2 separate regions of the Zea mays genome follow, and region 1 is linked to region 2. The links are chromatin contacts, called in public Hi-C maps. All regions are on one chromosome and are shown on one strand. The core of a region is the stretch at or near the end of the contact, and the rest is flanking DNA. Distances in the headings are between cores, read along the strand shown.

Region 1 (5,701 bases), core at 1,032-3,531, 240 kb after region 2:
GGCCGCCGACCTCCAATCTCCATCTCGGCATCCCGGTTCGGCTGGTACGTCGCCGTCGTCTGCCTGCCGATGCCGAGATCTCCTCCCTAGCCTTCTTGCACTCCTATTCGCCAGTTTGTCCGGTCGGTCGGTGGAGACGATCCTGCTTGCGGGCCGTCCGTGCCGCCGATCAGGCCAGGCCACAGATGTGTACCGTCTGCGGTTGTGGTGCGCCGACCCGGTTTGCCTCTACGTGATACGCAGGCAACAAGATGGCCACACAGCGGCGGCCATTCGCATCTGCAGCTCAATAATATAATACAGATAATACGACATTTTTTATTGGCTATAATTATGTAGCCGGGTATATAAATCTTCTATCTCTTATTAGTCCTTCTCGACCATATGCCTGCCTGCCACTGCCAGTGAGATTAGGGGTGGATAACGAGCCAGCTCGGTTCGGCTTGTCCGAGTTCGAGCTGGCTCGTTAAGCTAACGAGCCACGGAGTCAGCTCGGCTCGGCTCATATAGCTCGCGAACCAGATCAAAAAAAATGTACATAATAATTATTTTTTAGCTAATTTCAAACTAATTTAACAATAGAAAATAGTAATTATACTCATAGTTTAACAAACCACGTCAATATAACACCAAATTAGTACAATTCATCACTCATTAATTCACAACTCATCTATATGTTCATTAGTTTAACCCATAATTATATTTGCATAGACCAAATTAACACATGGACATAGTTCATTAATCATTAGTTTAATTCATAGGTTATAGACACCTCACATATATATATAACATGTTCATTAATTATTCTATAAATGATATGCATATAATTTCGTTTTACTAGAATATGGTAGCTCGTTTAGCTCGCGAGCTAGGATGTCAGCTCAGCTAATGAAAAAAATCAAACGAGCCGATTCGACCCGAGCCGAGCTGACCATGAACCAAGCGAACCACGAACATTTTGTCCAGCCCTAAGTGATATCGTCCTATCGTACTATCCATTTTTAATCGAGAGAATTGCCTAATGTTTCCATCAACCGATGCAACGAAAATGCACGAGTTTTGCATTAGCTCAGAAGCAGAAACAAAGGAAACTACCTGGAAGAACCAGGTGCGCCCTAGCCTTTACTACTCCGGGCCTGCACGGGAATTAATTAAGAAACACGACCAAAAAGTATGGCTGCCAGCCCGATTATTCTTCATTTGTTTGCGTAGACAAGTGATTCCATCGGGGCCACGCGCCCTTGTGATATGGAGTGTCCAGTAATGTTTTCTTCTTTCTCACGTTATTATGTAGCCAGCTATATAAATCTTCAATCGGTAGTGTTTTGTTGGCGAGGTGTTTCCGACTCAGGAAAATTACATAAAAAAATTAAAAACAAAGTGTAAACAGTTTTCTACATTAAAGTCGGGGAAGACGGGGCCGGAGAAGGCGCCGCCGCCAGTAGCCGTCACATGGAATCCTTGTTCTTTTTAAAAAGCGCCGGACATAACGACGCAACCTTAAAAAAAAACGCATCGTGTGACACACACCACGCCGTGTGCCTTTTTTGCATGCCGTACGGCCGTGACACTCTATCTTTTGGATGTGTCCCTTGTGCGCCACCTGGTGTGTGTATATATAATATTATGACGTGCGTATGCCGGCCCCCATATCGTACTCGATCAATTGGTTGATCTTCTCTACTGTGTAGATTATAGATACAAGTTTTGGTCTTTGGAAAAAGGTTGTAGCAGTTGGGCTGTACAGGTGTACGTACTCTTATTTTAGGGATGTTGCTAAAACAACTGAATTAGATGATGACAAATCTAATATTTGTATCATAGATGTATATAGAATTTAGTCTTAATCATTATAGTCATATTATTAAGCATATTATTTGAACACAAGAGTAATTTTTTGTACAATTTTTTTAGCATTATTTTCTCGCTACAATGGAAAAAGCAAAAAAGCATTTGAATTCTCTGACTCCGGATTTTATATTAATTATTTAAATATAAGAATATAAATTTATATAACAAATTCTATATCCTATTTATTTATTTAGGATCGAAAAAAGAAACAAAAAAAAATTGAACATCCCTACTCATACGCGTGCCGCCCGTCTGCCAGACGATGAGGTCATGTCCATCCTCCATTCGGGCAGGGAATCTCGTTGCTGTCGCAGATCCATCGTCCAGTCGGACAGAATCGGAGTTCAACGGACCCATCCCATCCCAGCAACCACATCTGGTGCCCGTTTTCTCGGGCCCCGACGCACTTTCGTGTTGACTGCAGCTGCAGCAGCCGCGGAACGCCCAGAGCGGCCACACTTGCATGATTCCATCCCTCCTCCAATTAGCAGCAGCACCGATATAATTTATCCTCCTCCTCCCCTGGCCTCAAGCTCACCGCCGTCTCCTACCGCAGCAACACAGCCTCCGCCAGTCACCGAGCTAGCTAGACCCACGCGCCGCGCCATGACGTGGAACAGGTCCGCGGCCGACGGCGGCGGCAGCAGCGCCGGGACGACCGCCGGCGACGACACCGGCCTGGCGCGACTGCGGGAGCTCGGGTACAAGCAGGAGCTGAAGCGCGACCTCTCGTACGTCGTCCTTTCTCCAGTCCCGTCGCCGACCGCCTCCTTTCTTCATCCGTTCGTTCGCTCGGCCGGCGGCGCCCACACTCACACCTACTTGTTTCGTTCCTTGGATCGACCGCGGCGACACGCGCGCTTGTCTGTCTGTGACCTGCCAGGGTGCTGTCCAACTTCGCCTTCTCCTTCTCCATCATCTCGGTGCTGACGGGGATCACGACGCTCTACAACACGGGGCTCAACTTCGGCGGGCCCGCCACCATGACGTTCGGCTGGTTCGTCGCCGGCGCCTTCACCATGGCCGTCGGCGCCTCCATGGCCGAGATCTGCTCCTCCTTCCCCACCTCCGGCGGCCTCTACTACTGGAGCGCGCGCCTCTCCGGCAAGCGCTGGGCGCCCTTCGCCTCCTGGATCACCGGATGGTACGCTGCTGACTGCCCGTCCGCAGCCACACACGCCATGCATCTCGATCGCGAGCGCTACGTTCTTTTAGGAATTGGGGATTCAAGGGCCCGGGTCCCGGGGTGGAATGGATCATGTGAAAACATAGCTTCACTTACATCTACAGCATAATAAGACTACACGAGTAGGTAGTAGGTTTGCTCTGATTGAGACAAGGACTTTTAGCGATGAACACAGCGACAACTCCCCTGCATTTAGAACCTTGTTGGTGACATCCATTCTCTCTTTAAGTTTCCATCACGTTGCTGATGTACTACTATACATTTGATTATTCCCAGCACATTTCTTTTTAGACTCTTAACTTAATATTAATAATAATGCACATGTTGTTGTTGTTGTTTTTCTGTGACTTTCAGGTTCAATGTTGTCGGACAGGTGAGCCATCGTTTGCCTGCCCTGAACCAAGCGAGTGAGTGACTTTTACTGCTCCCTGGGCTGGCTATATAACTTAGGTAGTGTGTGCCGCTCTATGCAGTGGGCGGTGACCACCAGCGTGGACTACTCCCTGGCGCAGCTGATCCAGGTGATCATCCTGCTCGCCACCGGCGGCAAGAACGGCGGCGGCTACCTGGCGTCCAAGTACATGGTGATCGGCTTCCACGCCGCCATCCTGCTCAGCCACGCCGTCATCAACAGCCTCCCCATCACCTTCCTCTCCTTTTTCGGCCAGTTCGCCGCGGCCTGGAACATGCTAGGTAACCATTCGACTTGTGTTTACGGGTTACGGCGGCGGCGGCGGCGGCTAAGAAGATGCCAGTGATGCACGCGCATCGCATGGATGCCTAAATATTCCTGCGCTGCAGGTGTGTTTGTCCTGATGGTTGCCGTGCCGACCGTTGCCACCGAGAGGGCCAGCGCCGAGTTCGTGTTCACCCACTTCAACACCGACAACGGCGCCGGCATCCGCAGCAACTTGTACATCTTTGTCCTGGGCCTGCTCATGAGCCAGTACACGCTCACAGGATACGACGCCTCGGCGCATATGGTACGCACGCACCAAACAACAGAGTAGCCTATCTCCAATGCCGCGGCGTCCTCTGTCCTGATGAGCCCTGACGCGGTCGAGTGCAGACCGAAGAGACGAAGAACGCGGACAAGAACGGCCCCATCGGCATCATCAGCGCCATCGGCATCTCCATCCTCGTGGGCTGGGGCTACATCCTCGGCGTCACCTTCGCGGTCAAGGACATACCCTACCTGCTGAGCCCCGACAACGACGCCGGCGGCTACGCCATCGCCGAGGTGTTCTACCTCGCCTTCAAGAGCCGCTACGGCAGCGGCGCCGGCGGGATCGTCTGCCTGGGGGTCGTCGCCGTCGCCGTCTACTTCTGCGGCATGAGCTCCGTCACCAGCAACTCCAGGATGGCCTACGCCTTCTCCAGGGACGGCGCCATGCCCTTCTCCTCCGTCTGGCACAAGGTCAACAAGCAGGAGGTGCCCATCAACGCCGTCTGGCTCTCGGCTCTCGTCGCGCTCTGCATGGCGCTGCCGGTATATGTAAATTTCGGTTTTTTTTTTCTTCCACACACGCATGAAGGATTCGGCAGTCTCGTCTCATCAGTCATCCATGTGAACCCGCGAACCATATATGCAGTCTCTGGGAAGCCTGGTGGCGTTCCAGGCCATGGTTTCCATCGCGACGATCGGGCTGTACATCTCGTACGCGCTGCCGATCCTGTTCCGGGTGACGCTGGCGCGCAAGTACTTCGTGCCGGGGCCATTCAACCTGGGCCGCTACGGCGTCCTGGTCGGCTGGGTCGCCGTGCTCTGGGTGGCCACCATCACCGTGCTCTTCTCGCTGCCGGTCACGTACCCGGTCACCAAGGACACGCTCAACTACACCCCCGTCGCCGTCGGCGGCCTCCTCTTCCTCGTCCTCGCGTCCTGGCTGCTCAGCGCCAGGCACTGGTTCAAGGGCCCCGTCACCAATCTGGACGGATGAATATGTATAATTGGACATGTATAGTAGAGAGGCTGGCAGAGACGGAAGAGTTGTTGCCAACGACATGTTGTAACTACTTTGTTCCAAAAATTAACTAGCAAGGAAACCGACAGGATGAATTTTCTCGATCGTGAAATGCATCAGCATGTCGATTGCGAGCACCATGTTTTGGGTGACTCAAATCTTCATCGTGAGGGCTCAAGGGTATTATGCCCAGTCCGTAGGAGAAGATCATCAAAGCTAGTTGAAGTGTTCTTTGTTGATTGGATTGTTGTGGCACCCAAGTTGAACGTTAAGCTTAATTAGGAGGCTTCTTCAATACAGAACTACATAATCCATCATCACCGCTGGTACGTTACTAACTGTTCGTGAAATGATTTTCACTGCGCGTTCAAGTTACGAATTAACGGTGAAACTAGAGGTGATTATCGCTACTGTCGGTTCGTGTCGCCAACTGGCAATGATGGCAGACTATTTCCATTACCGGTGTTAGTGTTACCAAACCGATGGTGAAAGTCATTTTTTATCAACAGTTTAACTTATGTGCTGCAACTTCGTAGATTTTTAAGAAGTGTTACAACTTTGTAGTTGGCAAAATTTTCATAACCGTGTTGGCTGACACATGGGACACACACTCACGCGAGAACATGGCGGAATGGGTCAAGTTGCCAACGTGATCGAGGACTGGTGGGACACGTGTCTAGGACGTGGGGGACGTGCACGC
Region 2 (5,598 bases), core at 1,443-3,942:
ATCACTGCCTGTGCTACCGGAGTTGCCCGTCGTCGATGGGATTTGTCCCGGTCCGCCGAGCGCCATGGTCGGGGTGATTGCGCGCCTAATCCTCGGTAGGACTTCCACCATATTGTTAGCCACCTTTCCCTCTCTGTTCTGCGCGCTAACGTTCTAAGGTTGGGCCTCCTGGGCACCCGCTCGGTGATTACCGGCAATGGCACTGCTGCAGTTCCTTGACCGCGCCGTGACTGGAATGTCTAGAGGAAGACGATGGTGCTCGGCCATTGGATCGATCGCCCGCGGAAGACTCGTTCACTTTGTGTTGAACCCTCACTTAGCACACTTGTTAGTCCTTTAACTGGGTTGTCATCTAAACACCAAAACCCAAGAGAGCTTTCAGCACTTCACCAACCACTACGGCATGGGCAACCTCCTTGTCAGGTAGGCTCGGGTACGTGACCGAGCCCTTGGCCCTGGCCTCGACTCTCAGCAAAAATCGGGTGTCTCCATCAGGCATAAGTCAATAGCAAGTACAAGACCCATGCCCCAGGCCACACCATCTACAGGGGCTCGGCTTCGCCTCCTCAGCGTATGTTGCCAACCCCGGTACTCCTAGCAGCCCTCCTTAAGACTATAAATAGGGAAGCCACGACTTCAAGAGGGCAGGCGCACACTTCACGGTTCTCACATCCACCACCATATTAGCACTTGCCTCAATCAACCTCTGGGACTTGGGATCCTTCCCTCTCCTGATTGGCTTGTACTCCCTACTGCAAGCAGTTAGGTGCAAATAATATAAGTCTCATCCTCCCTCTACTAGAAGTAGGGATTTCTCTCGCCCGAACGAGGATAAACAACTTGTGTTACCTTGCATCACCCATCTGAGCCAGGACATACATCATTATTTCACTAGTTGGTAAGACCCTAGGGTTGAGACACCGACACTATGATTCAGGAGGATGACCCTTTTACCTCTGTTCGGAAGCTTTTCATGACACCACCTTCAAAAAAAAAAGGAGGATACATCAATCCAAAAAGAGTGGAGAAGTGAACTGTATCCACTTGTGGGGGAAGCTGGTGTCAAAACCATAAGTTTAGACATATCATGGGACGGAACAAGAATGACATATGAATTGAATGTTGGAGTTGGAAATGTTTATGTTGTTATATGTGCCATGTACAAATGATTGGGGGTTAACCAAGTGCAGGGAAAGCACTTGGTTAATTGTTCTAGGACGATACCACCATTCCAGAAGCCACTGTTGTGGTTAAGGAATGCAGAGGCTGCTTGCATCTTTCCCGTTTGAAACTACCTAAGCATATACACTATGATTTCACATCTTAGTAATGTTGTTGACTTGTTATATTGCATTCTTTACATTGTTCTACAAGCATATGTTAACTGTTAAACCATGGGGGGTTAATTTTGATCGGCTAAATCAAAATTGTTTGATGCCTTTGCTGGCTGATTGGCCAGGAACTGTTTAAACGTGACCGGCTTAAACGACAGATTCTGTCATTCAACAGTCTACTTGAATCAATTTGACCAACTCCAGAATCCTTCTCATTTTGCTCTCCATCCCCATTTTATGTGCTCTAGGATACTGTTCAGCCGTTACTATCATGCAACGCAAAATGGAGGCCTCCTATTGCACTCTCTTTTTCTCCGAGTTCCCTCTCTTTCGTGCAAATCAACTATCGCGTTCACGGTTCATCTATGCCTCATCCTTGATTAATTAAAGGTTCATGATGGAGATACTGTTCCACCATTTAGTAGTCCTACCGTGCAAAATGGAGGCCTTTTATTTTACTCTCTTCTCCGGTTCTCTCTTCTGGGCAACCGTCTTTTGATTGGTTGAAGGTTCACGGTGGCATGTAAGGTGATACACGCCCATTCTACGCGTCACTGTGCATACGGAGGAATGGGGACTTGGTCTAAAGGGTCCGGAAACAGCTCTGCCGCGCATGCGTCTTCCAGAAAAAATAAAATACATGCATGTGTCGTGATGCATCACTGCATGGCTTCTTCATGCCAATAGTGTGTAACCCCAGAAACGACACTCGCGGCATGCCAATCGCGTTTGCATGATTGGTGTTCGCTTCGTGTTTTGCCTGTATCCCCTCGTAGACAGCCAACTGTCGGTTTAATTTGAACTCGCTCTTGCTAAAACGATCGACGCCGAGTTCTTAAGCCAGTTTTTAGCAACATAAAAGATAGTCAAAGCCTTTTGTCATGCACATCTAGCTCGGCTCTTAATGTTGGGCCAGGCTGCCGGGCTGAGTGGAATAGTATGTCTGGACTCTGGCCCGGTCTAGCTCGAACTAGCCCAACCACCCCAAAAACTAGCAAGCGATTTGTTACATTGTGCAAATAAAATAAAATTAAGAAAGATTGACGTTGCATAATGAGACTACAGATCAATAATAATTCCCAAATCAGGGTTTCGATATCTCACACGAGACACATGATTTTGATTGGACGACGTATACAACTAGTATTATGCAACGAGACTTTAACCGTATACAAGCTAGATTGTAGATTGGTTTATTTAGATTATAATCTGCTCAAATCATCTAATCTAACTTCACAAACAAACATACAGCCTCTATCGCAACAATAACCGAGATTAAGGGAGATGTGATGTGTCCATCCATGCATCCATCCGGTTCCATCAGGATAAAGACTACACGCGCCGCCGCCCACGCGATCAGGGACTCGCGGTTCGTGGCGGCCCTGGCCAGAGTCTGCGCCCGCTCCTGCCCCCGCCCCGGGCCAGGCCACCCTCGCCTCCTCGCGCCTATAAAGTGCGGGCGTACGGCGTACCCGATTGCCCCAAGCCGCAACCGCAACCACCTTCCCAAATCTCAGTAGTCGCCTCTCGTCGTCTTCGTCTAGCCCGGCCCGTTCCAAAACCTCCGTAGCCGCCGCCGCCACCCCGGCGACCGAAGATGATCTCCCCGGACGCAGCCCGCAACGTAGTCGGCATCATCGGTACGTACGTACGATAGGCGCCGCCTGGAAGTCTGGAACTCAGATCGGGCTGTCGGGTTTTGGTTTCGTTCGATCGATTTCGCTGGGTGTCTCTCTCGGGGTGCTCAACTGCTCACGCGTGGTTAATTTCTCGCTTTGGTTTCAGGCAATGTCATCTCCTTCGGCCTCTTCCTGTCCCCAGTGTAGGCACTCATCGATCGGTCCGGGTTCATCTGGGTGGTTTTTTTTTTTGATTTGGTTAGGGTTTTGTTTGTACTGATATATGGAGAGGCGCGCCGCCGCCTGCATCTGTGTTCTCGCGTGCCTGTGCAGGCTGACGTTCTGGCGGATCTACAAGGCCAAGGACGTGGAGGAGTTCAAGCCGGACCCTTACCTGGCGACGCTGCTCAACTGCATGCTCTGGGTGTTCTATGGCATCCCCGTCGTCCACCCCAACAGCATTCTCGTCGTCACCATCAACGGCATCGGCCTCGTCATCGAGGCCGTCTACCTCACTATCTTCTTCCTCTATTCCGACAGCCAGAAGCGCGTGAGTGTCGTGCCATGTTGTTCGCCCGATCCATGATCTGTCCCTGCTGTTGTTTCCCTCCACGTGTAGTGTATCTCTCATCTGGTGGTGGTTTTTGAGCTTAATGCAGAAGAAGGCGTTCGCGATCCTGGCCGTGGAGATTCTGTTCATGGTCGCCGTGGTGCTCGGTGTGATCCTCGGCGCGCACACTCACGAGAAACGTTCCATGATCGTCGGCATCCTCTGCGTCATCTTCGGCTCGATGATGTACGCCTCACCACTCACTATCATGGTACGTGATCCATCATCTATCCAGTCGCTCTCCCTTTAATTTTGCTATGATGGTACGTGATCCGTCATCTATCCAGTCTCTCATTTGAACCCGCCGCGCCTGCCTACCGTCGTGGCTTGCAACAGTTAGGCGTTCGTTTATCTGCATGGCTTTAATTTGGGAACCACGTGTCGGTTGGTGTTTGCTAATTTTTAATCGTTATCATACGGATAGAAGTTACTAGTTCTGACACTGTTGTGGGGAGAGATCGAGGCGTGCGTGCATGCGTGCCTAACTTGTAATTTGGTATGGTGGGCTGGGGAAGGATTTGGTGGACCCACTTGCCAGTGCAATGTCACCTTTGCGGGCTGATTGGATTTAGTTCTGCTCAAGTAGTCAGGTGTTTCATTGTTAGTGTTTGAACTTCTGGAACATGCGAGTGGATTTAGACATCTTCAGGTCATGTGTGTTAATTTATTAGGTCATGTGTGTTAATTTATTAGCTTTAATTGATTGCTAGTCAAGAGTCCCATTCACCTTTAGAACTTGTTGCATGATCTAGAGTCTACTCTAGACACGAGTGGATCTATTAAGGATTTTGCAGCCTGCGCAGGGCATCCATATTTATGTGTAGTAGCGGCCACAGCGTAGTTGTTAGGACGGAAACCGATGGGAAAGCCAATTTCGTTAATAGTCTCTAAATGTTGCATTGGATGTCCACGTTTACAATCATCTGTCCCTGCTTATAGATGCCCTGTGGCCATTTCAATAATACCGAAGTCAAATTGTATTATAATTCTTGTTCCTGCTGGACACCTTGATCTTTGAGGACATGTTTTCCTCCTTTATTTCCGTCAAAAAGGCTTACTGTATTTAATTGTTTTACTTGACTAGCTACGTACGTGGGTTGCCTACTGCTCTCGTTCACATGGTGCTTTTATTCCATAGTAGAGGGTGTTGTTCCTTCGCTGTGCTTTGGATATATTGGCAAACCACAAACCGAACTCGTTCAGTTGCGATCACCAAACTCGCGTGGTGCTAAGGTGACGTACGGATCTAGAAAGGAAGGAATCTGACGGAGGTTATATATTTCATCGCAAAACGTATGCCGATTAGTTGTTTGAAAGACGGGTTACCTTTTCATCACAAACGTATGCCGGTTGGTGGACCAAGTTCAATCTTGAGCCAGTTTCTGGTGTGTGATAGTTTTGGAATATATTGGTCCTGGATGGAGTGAGTACAGGTGTCCCCTGTACCAGAATGTGCTATTCCCTTTTTTTCAGTGGTTCTCTCCTTTTGTCATATTTTCTGTGGTATAGTACTGTTGTGCTTAGCTGGTCTATTGTTGTTCTATTTGTTTCACACTCCGATTTGAAACAAGTGAAATGTTTTTTTCCCTTGGAGGAGAGGGAGCCAGATGTGAACTTATTATCTTTCTTTTTTGTGCAGAGTCGAGTGATCAAGACCAAGAGCGTTGAGTACATGCCCTTCCTCCTGTCGCTGGTGAGCTTCCTCAACGGCTGCTGCTGGACGGCCTACGCGCTCATCCGCTTCGACCTCTACGTCACGGTCAGTATCACCGGCCTCTCATGTTAACAAAAGCGTTACAGAATTAATATAATTCCACCTCCAAGTTGAGTATAGTCTCATCTCAGTTTTTAAAATACCTGCAATGCAGATCCCGAACGCCCTGGGCGCATTCTTCGGCCTCGTCCAGCTGATCCTCTACTTCTGCTACTACAAGTCGACCCCCAAGAAGGAGAAGAACGTGGAGCTGCCCACCGTCTCCAGCAACGTCGGCGGCGGCAACGTCACCGTCAGCGTTGAGCGATAGATGATGTAGCT

Evidence for each region. A called contact is a pair of places that touch in the nucleus more often than the background predicts.
Region 1: a Hi-C map of leaf shows a contact between it and region 2, with 4 times the contacts expected there. The contact joins the promoter of LOC100193963 here to the promoter of LOC100282631 in region 2. A contact is called at or near these places in 6 of 25 Hi-C or Micro-C datasets (bundle sheath, ear, leaf and 1 more).

Annotation. Positions count from the first base shown.
Region 1 is chr3:229,618,119-229,623,819 of Zm-B73-REFERENCE-NAM-5.0, forward strand. It overlaps LOC100193963, which reads left to right and starts at 2,282. Exons shown (of 7, transcript NM_001139031.1): 1 at 2,282-2,582; 2 at 2,735-2,995; 3 at 3,392-3,410; 4 at 3,511-3,730; 5 at 3,839-4,020; 6 at 4,107-4,526; 7 at 4,630-5,103. The coding sequence starts at 2,458. The coding sequence ends at 4,977.
Region 2 is chr3:229,381,102-229,386,699 of Zm-B73-REFERENCE-NAM-5.0, forward strand. LOC100282631 reads left to right here and starts at 2,693. Exons shown (of 6, transcript NM_001155539.2): 1 at 2,693-2,974; 2 at 3,120-3,156; 3 at 3,287-3,503; 4 at 3,613-3,774; 5 at 5,203-5,322; 6 at 5,432-5,598. The coding sequence starts at 2,932. The coding sequence ends at 5,587.